Linked DNA regions of Mus musculus: region 1 is linked to region 2. A link is a contact called in public HiChIP or PLAC-seq data. All regions are on one chromosome and are shown on one strand. Each heading gives the region's core, a stretch centred on a gene start, on an enhancer-like site or on the middle of the called end of the contact. The rest is flanking DNA. Distances are from core to core; before and after follow the strand shown.

Evidence for each region. HiChIP or PLAC-seq counts read pairs in DNA pulled down with a chosen protein or histone mark.
Region 1: an HNF4G HiChIP or PLAC-seq map of pancreatic cancer cells shows a contact between it and region 2. The contact joins the promoter of Rrp7a here to the enhancer-like site in region 2. A contact is called at or near these places in 3 of 39 promoter capture datasets (the 3T3-L1 cell line, embryonic stem cells and liver), 1 of 484 Hi-C or Micro-C datasets (stem cell-derived neural stem cells), 3 of 115 datasets of contacts at active chromatin or transcription factors (embryonic stem cells and pancreatic cancer cells) and 4 of 9 other capture datasets (adipose tissue, embryonic stem cells, liver and 1 more).

What each region holds. Positions count from the first base shown.
Region 1 is chr15:83,120,883-83,127,548 of GRCm38.p6, forward strand. Rrp7a (ribosomal RNA processing 7 homolog A (S. cerevisiae)) reads right to left here and starts at 1,919. Exons shown (of 7, transcript NM_029101.4): 1 at 1,780-1,919; 2 at 950-1,092. The coding sequence starts at 1,852. It overlaps Poldip3 (polymerase (DNA-directed), delta interacting protein 3), which reads right to left. Exons shown (of 9, transcript NM_178627.4): 9 at 5,086-6,666.
Region 2 is chr15:83,335,871-83,342,438 of GRCm38.p6, forward strand. Arfgap3 (ADP-ribosylation factor GTPase activating protein 3) reads right to left here. Exons shown (of 16, transcript NM_001357756.1): 3 at 784-856. Gm51290 (predicted gene, 51290) reads right to left here and starts at 5,988; the gene lies at 5,933-5,988. Within about 2 kb of position 2,786, at least 51 of the 459 cell types and tissues checked have an H3K27ac peak or open chromatin away from gene starts, as enhancers often do. A contact at or near this core is called in pancreatic cancer cells, where this site is marked.

The DNA.
Region 1 (6,666 bases), core at 669-3,168, 220 kb before region 2:
GGTAGATATCTAGGAGTTCGAAGCCAGCCTTGACTACACAATGACTTCCAGGATAGCCAGGGCTACTACATTAGGAGACCAAGAAATAAAGAAAAAAAGGGGGTGGAGTGGGGCGAATCATCTCAAACTTAGCAAATCATGTCTCCTGTCATTTACATAATATGTAAGTCTGAGATGTAGAGAGCTGGCCTCTTTTGGAAATGCCCTGGGCTCTATCTCCAATACAACAAGTAAATAAACCTTTAAAAAAAATTTTTTTGAGCTTTTTCTGGTTTCTCTGGTTAGCCCTCACTGTCCTGGAACTCGCTCTGTAGACCACCAGGCTGGCCTCAAACTCAGAGATCCAAACTTGCCTCTGCTTCTGAGTGCTGGGATTAAAGCCGTGTGGTGGCACAGGCATGCAATCCCAGAATTCCAGAGGTAAAGGCAGAGGATCATGAGTGCAAGGCCAGCCTCACCTACACAGTGAGTAGGAAGCCAGCTCATGCTGCAAGAGACCCCGTCTGAAACAGAACTACAAATGTCATGCTTTCTGTAAAAAATTAATAAGTATGTCTAGAAAGAACTGCAGTGATTACTGTTAGACTTGTCTTTTAAAAATGAAAAACTAACAGACAAACAAATAAAATAATGGTTGGAAGGATAATTTCCAAACCAGGTGTGACCACTCATAACTGTAATGAGTTGAGACGGGGAGGGTGGGGAAGTACAGCAAGTTCGAGGCCAGCCTGAGCCTCAGGAAGTTCTGAACAGCCCAGGGAGAGGGGGACCCTGCCTAGACGGCGGCAGGGAGAAAAAAAAAAAAACAAAACATATTTTTATTCTGAAACTCCCAGTCTTTCAACATCCTCCACTGAGGGTTTTGTAGGAATTTCCATCTGACCACCAGGATTCTGTAGGGCCCGTGGCAAGCCCCCATTCACAACCCACTGGTCTACCAGACTCTTACCTGTGTGCAGTACGGGGGCACATTAAGGATAAAAAGGGTTCGATCGGGAGGCCATGTGGACTGGGTGCCTTGGCGAACTCGGTGCTGTCTCATGTAGAGGTAATGAGGAGCCTGCTGCTTTGCCGAGAACTTGACTGGAACAGCTAACAGGGGAAACGAGCGCAGGAGAGTTTGGGGTACCCTGAAAGGAGGTCTGTGTCTATGCCACCCAAGTTCCAATTCACTATGTCTCTTTCTAGCTCCATCGGCCCGCCTGTTCATCCACCCATCCACGGGAAGCTGGAGGGAAATGTATTCGGATAATCACCGCAGGAGGCTGAGGGGGCGGGCACAGTGTTGCGTTCTCGGAGCATCCGCTGTCTGACATCATCAGCCCCCCCCCCCCCCCCCCATAGCATGGGCTGCTCTGCTTGGCACACCAACTCTCTTCCCTCCACCCATTCTTCGTTTAGGGCTAACTCCCCCCCCCCCACCCCTCCTGCCGACTTAGCCCCACCTTCCCAGTTAAGTCTACACCAGTGGGATGCGAATCTCGGGGCTGGGAGGGCGACAGCTGCGGAAGCGCTTGTTAAAGAACGAGACACGAGCAGAACAGCGGATAACTAGCTTCTGAGGACGACGAAGCTGCAACGCTGGGCCTAGGACGCCTGGCGCCGCCTGGAGGAACCGCGCCCGAGCCCAAGGCCTTTCGGAGGAACAGCCGCGGAATCAGCACCCAGAGTCGGGGCGGCGGGGTCCTGCACCCCGATACCTGACGAGTTGCCAGGGCCTCTGCCACCTGCAAGCCACCTTCCCGCAAAATGGTGGGTCCCTGGCCCTCAGCTGCTCACCTGAATACCCCGGTGGGCTCGGTATGCTCTCCTCGTGGCCGCCAGCCTTCCGTTTCTTCCTGCGAGACACCATCTTGGCCAACTGGGAGCGCAGAGACGGCTGGGAGTTCCGTGTTCCGGCGCCGCTGCGTTTCCACGACGACGGCGTCACGCGGGGCCCCGCCCTCTCAGCCCTAGGCCCGCCTCCCGGGATCTTGCCCGGCCCTAAGATTTAGCCTTCCCTGTCCTATTGGGAAGTAGAGGGAGGCTGGAGCAATAAATGGAAAGAGCACTGGCTGCTCTTCCAGAGGATAGGGGTTCGTTTCCGATCACTCAAAAATTATCTGGAACCCAGTTCCAGGACACGTGGTGCACAGGCACACTCAACACATAATTTTTGTTTGTTTTTCGAGACAGGGTTTCTCTGTGTAGTTCTGACTGTCCTCACTCTAGACCAGGCTGGCCTCGAACTCAGAAATCCGCCTGCCTCTACCTCCCAAGTGCTGGGATTAAAGGCGTGTGCCACCACTGCCCGACTATAATTTTTTTTTTTCTTTGAGACAGGGTTTCTTTGTATAGCCATGGCTGTCCTGGAACTTTCTCTGTAGACCAGGCTGGCCTCGAACTCAGAAATCTGCCTGCCTCTGCCTCCCGAGTGCTGGGATTAAAGGCGTGTGCCACCACTGCCTGGCTTATTTGAGATTTTTTTTTTAAAGATTTATTTATTATTTTACATAAGTACACTGTAGCTGTCTTCAGACATACCAGAAGAGGGTGACAGATCTCATTACGGATGGTTGTGAGCCACCATGTGGTTGCTGGGATTTGAACTCAGGACCTCTGGAAGAGCAGTCAGTGCTCTTACCCGCTGAGCCATCTCACCAGCCCCCGACTATAAATTTTTAAAAAATAAATAGCATTCCGTATAAATCGTGGTGCAACTGGGATTTTGTGCAGTGAGATGCCATGAACAGTCAGTCTCTTTAGTTGAGAGAGCAAGGGGCTGAGAGGCCTGGGGTTGAAACTGTAAACAAAGAGTACTTGCTGGCAAGCCTGACATCTTGAATTACATCCATGGAAGATGAGAATTGTTTTCAGCAAGTTATCCTTTGACCTCCACACCCACTCCATGGCTTATGCCTCATGGCATGAGCTCTCTCCCTCAAGAAAATACTGTGTGTGTGCTGAGACAGGATTTCACCATGTAGCCTGGGCTGACCTGAGGCTAGCTATGTAGACTAGGCTGGGTTCAGTTTCACATGAGATCTGTCTGCCTCTGTCTCCTCCAGTGCTGGGATTAAAGGTGGACACTGCCACACATCACCCATGCTTGGCAGATTTTTTAAATTTTTACAAACTGAAGTGAGCCCAAATAAACTTTATCCATCTGGGCATGGCTTTAATCCTGGCTGAAGCAGGAGGATACTTGTGTGTTCATTAGGGTTACCGTTGCTGTGATGACACACGACTAAGAAGTAATGTGGGGAGGAAGGCTTTATTTCCAGTTTCATGAAACAGTTCATTAGAAGCAGCGAGAGCAGTAACTCCAGCAGGTCAGGAACCCTGAGGCAGGGGCTGATGAAACGTACTGACTTGCTTCTCGTAGTTTGCTCCATTGGATTTCTTAGAGACCCCAGGACCACCAGCCCAGGGAGGGCCCCACCCACAATGAGCAGGGCCTTCCCCCAACTAATCACTTATTAAGAAGATGCTGGCTCCCTACAGCTGGAACTCAGAGACATTTTTTCAGTTGCGGTTCCCTCCTTTCAGGTGACTTGCTAGTGTCAAGTTGACATATAAGTAGGTGTGAGGCCTGGTTTGCAGGAACAAGGGAGCTGTTGTCTCACTCTGGAGAACTTAAACTCCCAGGAATACTTTACAGTGTACAGGTGATCTGTGGCATCAGGAAAGTAGCTACTTGCTGACAGGGATAGAATAGTACTTGGAAAGGGACAGCCTGAGAAACCTTCCGCTGCAGCCCAGCCATGTGCTCAGAGGCTGTCATTGTGAGGTGGAAAGAGACACCTTCAACTCTGCACCCGCAAGAGCACTCCCAGCTAGCAAAGAAAGGGATTTCCTGCTCCCAGACAACTGCCTAGAAGTTTACCTTCCACACAGAAGCTGCTGCTACTGTGCTGGGAGGGACCAGAACCCCGTCAAGCTGGCCAGACCTGGCATTCTCGTGGTACTGGTGTATGTGACAAAGCTGGAAGGAGGCAAGGCTCATTCCACAGCGTAACCTTTATGGTGAAGCCTGGGCTGCATTAGAGACTCCAAGATGATAGAGACGTCAGAGGCATGGATATCTAATAGAAAGCTGCATGTGAGAAGTGGAACCAGCTAGGGAGTTGTTGCAGAAAGCAAATCTGGAGGGGCAGGGCTATCTAAACTCTTGGAATCCGAAGTCTCCTTCACTGCACATGGAGCCACTGGGTTTAGTGTTTGTACTGCAGGGTTTTGGTCCATGGGAATGTACACTCTTTTTTTTTTTTTTTTTTTTTCATTTTTCGAGACAGGGTTTCTCTGTGTAGCCCTGGCTGTCCTGGAACTCACTTTGTAGACCAGGCTGGCCTCAAACTCAGAAATCCGCCTGCCTCTGCCTCCCGAGTGCTGGGATTAAAGGCGTGCGCCACCACGCCCGGCTGGGAATGTGCACTCTTGAGTGTACTTTGGAAGTATATATAATCTCTGATCTTAAGAATTTACGGGCTGGTGAGATGGCTCAACGGGTAAAAGCACCGACCGACTGCTCTTCTGAAGGTCATGAGTTCAAATCCCAGCAAACCATATGGTGGCTCACAACCACCCATAACAAGATGTGACGCCCTCTTCTGGTGTGTCTGAAGACAGCCACAGTGTATTTACATATAATAAATCTTAAAAAAAATATTTAAAAAAAAAAAAGAATTTACTTTGAGGCTGGAGAGATGATTCAGGGGTAAGACCACTGGCTGTTCTTCCAAAGGACCAGGGTTTGTTCCCAGTACCTACAAGGCAGCTTACAACTGTAACTCCAGTTCTCCAGGCACCATCTAGTTCTCTTCAAGCATCAAGTATGCCCATACACTTGTGCACTTGCGCATGTATGCACATGCACACACACACACACAGAAATGTGTGTGTGGGAACAGCCCAGAGCCAACAAGCTAGCTCAATAGGTAAAGGTGTTTACCCTTAAGCCTGATAAAACTGAGTTTCAATCACAGAACCCATGTGGCAGAAGGAGAGAATAGACTCCCTCAGGTTGGCCCCTGACCACCACACATGGGTCATGAAATGTACAGACATCCAATAAATATAATAAAATCCATGAAAAAAGACATTATAGCTCAAAGTTAGGAATAACAAACATTTATTGAGAAGTGGAAAGTAACAAGGCCCTCTTTTCTCCTGAACAAGACACAAAGAAATAATGCAAGGGAGTGGGGGACATGAGGGTTGGCCCACCTTCTTTTCTGTTTCCCAAGATGACATTATGATGCAAACACCCAAGTCCCCAAAGTACCACCTGGCCAGGAGGGTGCCCCAGCACGCCTAACTCACAAAGCAGGGGAGCCAGGAAGGGTCTCACCACCCTACTCTACACAAAGCCAAAGGCATGCCAGCTGTCCCCAGAGGTAAAGAGCTGGGCCCTCATGTATAGGGTGTCTCTTGGGTCAGGAAGGGGCAAACACAGAGGAATGTCTTCCAGTTTCTGAGAAGAATTAAGTTTGTACCCATTTCGAAGGGTGTAAGAGAAGGAGGTGTTTAGGAGTGGACACTGCAGTTGTCATTCCTAGATTCCTTTGCTGGGCAACCTTAGAGCTGAAGGACTGATTTTGACCCAAAAGAGACCCTTCCAGCTGGGCATGGGCTGGGATCTAACTCAGGAAAATAAGAATTAGCTGAAGTTCTCTTAACTGTGCTAGCCTTGAATGGGTCACAGTGCCGCAGCTTCCTCTACTTCCTCGGTTTGTCCCTTTACAGCACGCACAACTGATATTGTGCGTCCTTAGGATCCTGCTCCACCTATGACAGCTTAGCATCTTCTGTTTCCACTGTCAGGGGCCTCTGACGAGCTCTGGACCGATGCTATCTGACACTCGGCACCTGCCCACAGTTCCACACTAAACAATGCAGGAACACACTGGGTAAAGTAACCCACCAGCTGCTCAGACCACTCATCAATGTGGGTCACTGACACCAGCAGAGACAATGCCCTGGTGAAGGCTGCACTTCAGGCAAACCTGCTGTTCTGTAGATAACTGAAGGCAGAAAAGCAGAGCCAGAGCCAGCCAATGGCTCTGATCCAATCAATCTCCCCGAAGTCCTCTGTGCTGTAGAACACACAGAGGCGCCCGGGTAGAACCTGGAAAAAGGCTCAGCCAACTTGGAGCTGGCACCCACACCCACACCAAGCTTTGATGTTGCCCTATCAGGTGAGAATCAAGAGGGCTAATAGGCACAGGTCCCTTCCTCACTTCCATATGGAAGCTGAGAGAACTGACCCAAGGCCTTTGGCACAACACTAACAAGGGACCATGAATGCTGGGATGCCTTGCACACTGCCCGTCATCCAGCACTGCATACTTGCAGTCAGGGCTAGAGGGACAGTGGTGAGAACACAGGAAGCCAGTAGCCTGACGCAGCCCCCAGCTGTCCTAGTGCTCACTGAATGGCAGGAGGTCCCAGCTGTCCTAGTGCTCACTGAATGGCAGGAGGTCCCAGCTGTCCTAGTGCTCACTGAATGGCAGGAGGTCCCAGCTGTCCTAGTGCTCACTGAATGGCAGGAGGTCCCATTCATTCCGTTTTGTGTGAAAACTTCAACAGAACAAGAAAACTCTTGAAAACAAAACATAAAAAAAATTTTAAAAAAATTAAAAAAAAAAAAAAAGCAGTCTTTCCAATACGTTCCTGCACCCTGTGGCC
Region 2 (6,568 bases), core at 1,536-4,035:
CCCAGCAATCACATGGTGGCTCACAACCATCTGTAATGAGATCTGATGCCCTCCTTCTGGGGTGTCTGAAGACAGTTACAGTGTACTTACATATAATAAATAAATAAGTCTTTAAAAAAGATTATGATTTTAAATATTTAAGCCTAGACATAATTTTTGAGATATATACTAATGTAGTTTCTTTTCTTTCTAGCATCTCACCATATAGTCCTGGCTAGCCTGGAACTCCTTATGTAGACCAGGCTGGCCTCAAACTCACAAAGATCCTCCTTGTTCCTGCTTGCTGGGTGTCAGGGATTCCTGTATCAGGTGTGGCCACCACATGGGACCACATATGATTTCTTGCATTTGGTTCAATTGCACCTCAGAAAGGACCCCAGACACCAGTTGGTATCATTTGGAAACAAATGGGACATCAGTGTCTCAAAAGATGTTTCTGGCTAGACCGTTCTCTTCTTTGACAACTCTGTCCCTGTGTCTGACATGCTCTGCTCCTTTTTACCCTCTCGCTCTCCTGTCACCGCCTGTCCCAACAAGTCCCCTTCTTCTTTCATGTCTTCTGTTGGCCTTGCCTTTTTGTGTGACCCACTGAGTTCAGTTAGGGATGCTGGCAGAAGCATGGGGTGGGGCTATTTATTGGAGCCTGAACAATGATCCTCTGGCTACAGCACTGAAGAAAACGAACCCTGTCGTGCCCCTGCCCCAGAAGACACACACACACTGGCTCCACTGGAAAGGTTTCTGGTCTACCAGCAGAGGGAAGGGCAAGTCCGGGGGACTTACAGCATTTGAGTTCCCTCCAACTTGCATGCATCGAAGCTGGAACCACGACCAGTTTGAATCCAGCTCTGTGGACCTGAGAGGAACACAAAGGTTACAAGATGTGAAACTCTCCATCTCTGGCATCAAACTGCTAAACTTCCAAAATGTTCCCTCAGGGCTGGAGAGATGGCTCAGTAGTTAAGTAGTTAAGATGGCTGACTGCTCTTCTAGAGGTTGTCCTGAGTTCAATTCCCAGCAACCACATGGTGGCTTACAATCATCTTTAAGGGGATCTGATGCCCTCTTCTGGCCTGCAGACATACATGCAGCAAGAAAGCTGCATACATAATAAATAGATAAATCCAAAAATATGAAAACAAAAACAAACAAACAAAAACAAGAAACATTTCCTTGCACTGTGGGATTTGGGGAGTTCTGTGTGGCCAGGCCTGGTGCTGTGCACCTGTTACCCCTGTAACCCACACAGGCAGGGGCAGAGCCTTGACAGATTTCCCTATAACCCTGTTTCAGTGCCCCCAAGGGGTAAGACAGGAGCCCAGGGTGAGCACTATGGCTGCTATGTGTTTGCCTTACCCACATGTGTGTCTGTGCACCATGTGTATACCTGGTCTACACCTAGAGCTACACACAGTTATGAGACTCCACATGCATGCTGGGAACCAAACCTGGGTTCTCTGGAAGAATAGCCAATACTTTTCATCACTGAGCTATCTTTCCATCCTCTTCTCTTTTTCTTTAACATTTATTTTTATTATGTACATGTATGTTGCATCTGTCACATATATGCCTATGGATGGGGTCACGGGTGCGTCGCCATCTGACGGGACTGCTGGGAGCTGAACCTGGGTCTTCTACAAGAGGAGCAAGTGCTCTTAACTAAAACTGGAGTCACCTCTCCAGCTCCGGTTAGGCAGGGCTCTTAAACTGAGCTGCCAGGGATTCCTGCGGAGCCCTAGACCCCCCAAGACAAAGGTGGTAAAGGCCTATGTACGCCCACCCCAGCAGGCAGAAGCCTTAGGCAGTACCCACTGCCACAGGAAGAGCTGCTGCTTGGCAGAGTCCTATGAAAGCCGAGTGCTGAGGGAAAAAAAAAGTGCTCTTGTTAACCGCTGAGGCGAGGAGATGGAGACGCAGGCCCTGCTCAGGCTCTTTTTTAATCCCTTGAGCGGTCAGTCACCTGGCTGAGTCTGAGCGCCCCTGTGAACAGCTCTGCCCGGGTCCTGGCCTAGGCATCACGTCTGGTTTGTCTGTACTCACACTCCTAATTTGCTTCATTGACTACCAACCAAAGACGGTTTAGAAATTACTTTGTCCTTTGTAAAAATCACTAACATGAAATTCAACCTAAAAACAAAACCTGCCCTTGGTTAACTATATCATCCATGGCACACTGTTCCCAGTGTTCACATGTGAGAGCTACAGCTGTCTGTGTGTGCATGTGTGTGGCTGGCAGAGGTAGTGAGAGAAAGAAGGGAGGGGCCAGTGCAGGAGCTTCCGTCTCTCATTTGCATACTTGGGGCTGCTGAAACTTTTTCACTGTGGGTGTTTGTGTTTTTCTGGGTCTTTTGAGGTCAATTAGGTTACTCTTAGACTCCCCAGGGCTGGGGTTCCTTTCATGTGCCACTGTGTCAGGCTTGGGATGGCTTGTTTGTCTGATTTTGTCTTTCTGTAGTCCTGGCTAGCCTGGACTTCACTATGTAGACCAGGCTAGCCTTAACTCAGCAGTGAGTGCCCTGGACTTTCTCCCGCCCACAGCCTTGGCAGCTGCCTTTGGCTCAGTGTTCTTTACTTGTTATTTTTTGAATCTTCCATAAGCATGTGACTCATACATTTATCTGACTTTTAAAAGGTGCAAGCTTGAACCTGCACAGGCCCAACAGATCTCGCTGTCCAGGTTCCAGGCCAGTCCTCTTCCTACCTGGTTTCCTGGAACTCTGTGCATGGGCACATGCCTCAGAGGTGATCATAGGACAGAACAGCACAGGCAGAGGAGGGGCAGCTGTGGGTGGCCTCATGTCCGGTCTTTCTATACTCTGGACAGGGTGTGGCACTGTGTATGAACAGCTCGTGACCAATCTGGGAAAAACATTCTCAAAAGTAAGTCTGGAAGCTGGGGGGAGGGGTGGTGGTGCAGGCGGCTCACATCTATAATCTTAGGAGGCAGAGGATGGAAGATTACAAGTTCACGGCCAGTGTGGACCACAGAGTGAGTTTAAGGCCAGCCCAGGCAATGTGTGAGAACCTGTCTCAAAATAAAAGTACTGAGAGGCTGGGCATTCACTTCCCTGTAGCGCACATTCTACCAGGTCAACTGCCTAGCATCCATTAATGTGGCGTTCATACATACACGGTCCTCAGTTCATCTGCTCCCCCGCCCCCCCCCCCCCGCTATGAAGTTATTCACTTAGTTATAACCACAAACAAAAATTAACTCAAACTGGGCGTGGTGGCATAGACCTTTAGTCCCAGCACTTGGGAGGCAGGGACAAGTGAATCTCTGTGAGTTTAAGGACAGCCTAGTCTACATGGCAAGTTCCAGGACATCCAGCACTACATGGTGAGACCCTATCTAAGTAACAAAAACAAAACTCAAAAGGGTCAAAGACATAAATGTGGTATTTGAAACCATAAAACCCTTGGAAAGAACAGGATGAAAACCTCCAGCAGTGGGTTTGATGTGTGCGCCTCGGCAAGGATCCAAAAGGCATACACTAACAGGATGTCAGGAAAGACAAGTGTATCAACAAACAGAGCCAGGAGGTGGTGATGATGGTGGTGGCTCACCCCTTTAATCCCAGCACGCAGGTGGCAGAGACAGGAAGATTTTTAAGTTTGAGGCCAGTCTGGTCTACAGAGCGAGTTCCAGGAAAGCCAGGGTTACACAAGGAAACCCTGTCTTGAAAGACAGACAGACAGACAGAAAGAAAGAGTACTGATACAGCCATTAGGAAAGAAAGAAAGAAAGAAAGAAAGAAAGAAAGAAAGAAAGAAAGAAAGAGGGAGACAGACAGACAGACAGAAAGAAAGAAAGAAAGAAAGAAAGAAAGAAAGAAAGAAAGAAAAAGAAAGAAAAGAAAATCGATACATCCATCAGATGGGAGGAAATATTTTCAAATTGTATCTATTATAAGGGATCAATATATGGCAAACATAAAGAACTCTGAAAGCTCAATATAACAAACAACTCAATCCAAACCAGGGTGCAGGAACACAGACGTCCATCGTGCATGAGAAGATGCTGAGCGCTAACCACTGGGAAATTCATACCAGAAATAAAAGGAGAAACTACCTCACACCCAATGGCTGGTGCGAGAGGGTGGGGAGGGAGGGAGGGAGGGAGGGAGGGAAGGAGGGAGGGAGGGAGGGAGGGAGGGAAGGAGGGAGGGAGGGAGGGAGGGAGGGAGTGAGTCTTGGCTAAGGGTCTGGCTCAGCAGCAGAATACCCATGCAGCATGCCCGAGGCCCCTGGTGTAGTCTTCAGCACTACAGAAAAGAAAAGAAGAGCAGGAGCAGGAGGGTAAGGACCAGGAAGAGGAGGAGAGGAAGAGGAGGAAAGGAAGAGGAGGGGAGGAAGAGGAGGAGAGGAAGAGGAGGAGGAAGATGCTGAGTGCCGATGAAGATAAGCAGAAATGGCGGGATGTATGGTGGCCGAGTCATTCTGGACAAGGAGGGGCTTCCTCACAAGAGGAGAAATATAGTTATCACCTGAGTTGTTGACAGCACTTCCGAGTGCTGTCCTCAAGGGGCTCAGGACAGTTCTCAAAGTGACAAGTGTATACACATGCTCAGGGCAGCTTTATTTCCATGGCTACCATGTGGGAGCAATTCAAGTGTCTACCCATGGTTGGACAGACAAGCAAATCAGTGTTTATAGATCCCTAGAGCGTTATTCAGTCTCAGCAAGGAAAGGGTTATGGAGGAATGGATGGTAAGAGTGAGCTAAGTGCAAAGTCAAGCCAGTGCAAAACAGCAAGCATCCAAACTCTATCCATACACGCCGTGAAGGCTTGGGTCAGTGACCGCAGCCTCCTGCGAGCCGTGAAGGCTTAGGTCCCAGCTGGTGGATCTCTCTGGAAGGGTATGGCACCTCAGGAGGTGGAGCCTTGCTGGAGGATGTCAGTCAGAGAGGCTTTAAATTCTGAGAACCTTGCCCCTCTTCCTAATCTCTCTCTGCTTTCTGGCTGTCAGGCTGACCTCATTTCCTGCTGCGATTTTTTTTTTAAACCATTATGGATTCTCCCTTTAGAATCCTGAGCCAAAATGAACTCTCCTTAAGTTGCTTTTGGATATATGTTTTATCACAGGAACAGATTGAAAACTAGAACATGAAAGTATTAAAATAGGCAAATCATAAACTGGGTGGTGTCGGTGTATGCCTTTAATCCCAAGTACTCGGGATGCAGAGGCAGGCAGATCTCTGTGGGTTTGAAGCCAGCCTGGTCTACAGAGTGAGTTCCAGGAGAGCCAGGGCTACATGGAGAAATGATGTCTTGAAAAGCCAAAATAATAATAATAATAATAATAATAATAATAATAATAATAATAACAACAACAGCCAAAAACACAACAAGTATGCGATGGCACACTCCAAACATTCTGGAACCAGAATCTCAGACAAAGGAAGATGACTGAAATTTTGAAACAAGCAATAATACTCAAAGCAATTCCCTTTTCTTAGTAATTACCTATGCAGTTAGCCAGCCAGCTACACCATGCCCTCAGGTGGGCTGGTGGCTCTGGATGCTTATTGCTCTTGAAGAGGAACTGAGTTCTGTTCCCAGAACACACGTGACACACACTTGCCTGTAACTTCAGCCCTAGAAGATTGGAGGGTGTCTGCTGGCCTCCATAGACAACCACATACATACATGCACACACCTACCACACACACACACACACACACACACACCCCTACCCACCCACAGATACTCACACAGATTTAAAAAAATTAAAGACAGAAGATGTTATAGCCATCACTGTATAGTTTCTCTGCTGATATGTAAAAAGTCTCATCTTTATTGGTTTTTTCATACAGGGATAAATGCTACTTTAGTAGCATTGTCACATTGTGGTAGTCACATTGTGACAATGTTCCTTAAGTTAACAACAATGACAAGAAATCATTGCCACAGTTCTTTCCCAGAAGAGGAGCAGGGACACAGGCCAGCTGCTGGAGGAAGTGGCACCAACAGAGGCCTGAGTCCCTGAGATGACCTGCAGAAGGTGCCCTGACAAGGCTCAGGCAGCTGGGCAGATCCTGCTGGGCCTCTGGTCTAACTCCAGCCCTCTGCCTAGTCATTATTTCTCTTCACTTCACTTCAGAGGCTTTTTCCCTCCCTCCCACTGTGGGGCTGCACCTCTCTCTGGAGCCCACAGTGTGGGAAGAGGAAGGACATTTCCTCACTGGAGTGGCCAGGGTAAAGAGGGAAGAAAGGCCTTCCTATACAAACATGTGACATCACCAGCAAAAGCTGGACCAACTCATCCGCTCAGGCTTTGCCCTGCTAGTGCCAGTGGGAATGGGAGCTGGAGGAGGATGCTGGGTACCACATCTGGATGAGGAGGACTCCACCCTTCATGTGAACTCTCAACCTTGTGTGTGCACAGTGTGTACTTTAATTTCTTAGAAGGCCTGGGAGGAAAAGGAACTGTTGCTTTGAGACCTCCCATCTGACTTTGTCTTCAACACCAGAGCTTGATTTCTTCCACAAGATCTCCACAGAGGCCCGAGAAAAAAAATGGCCTGTTTTCCCACGTCACTAGATGATGCAAGAGTTAACCCCCGA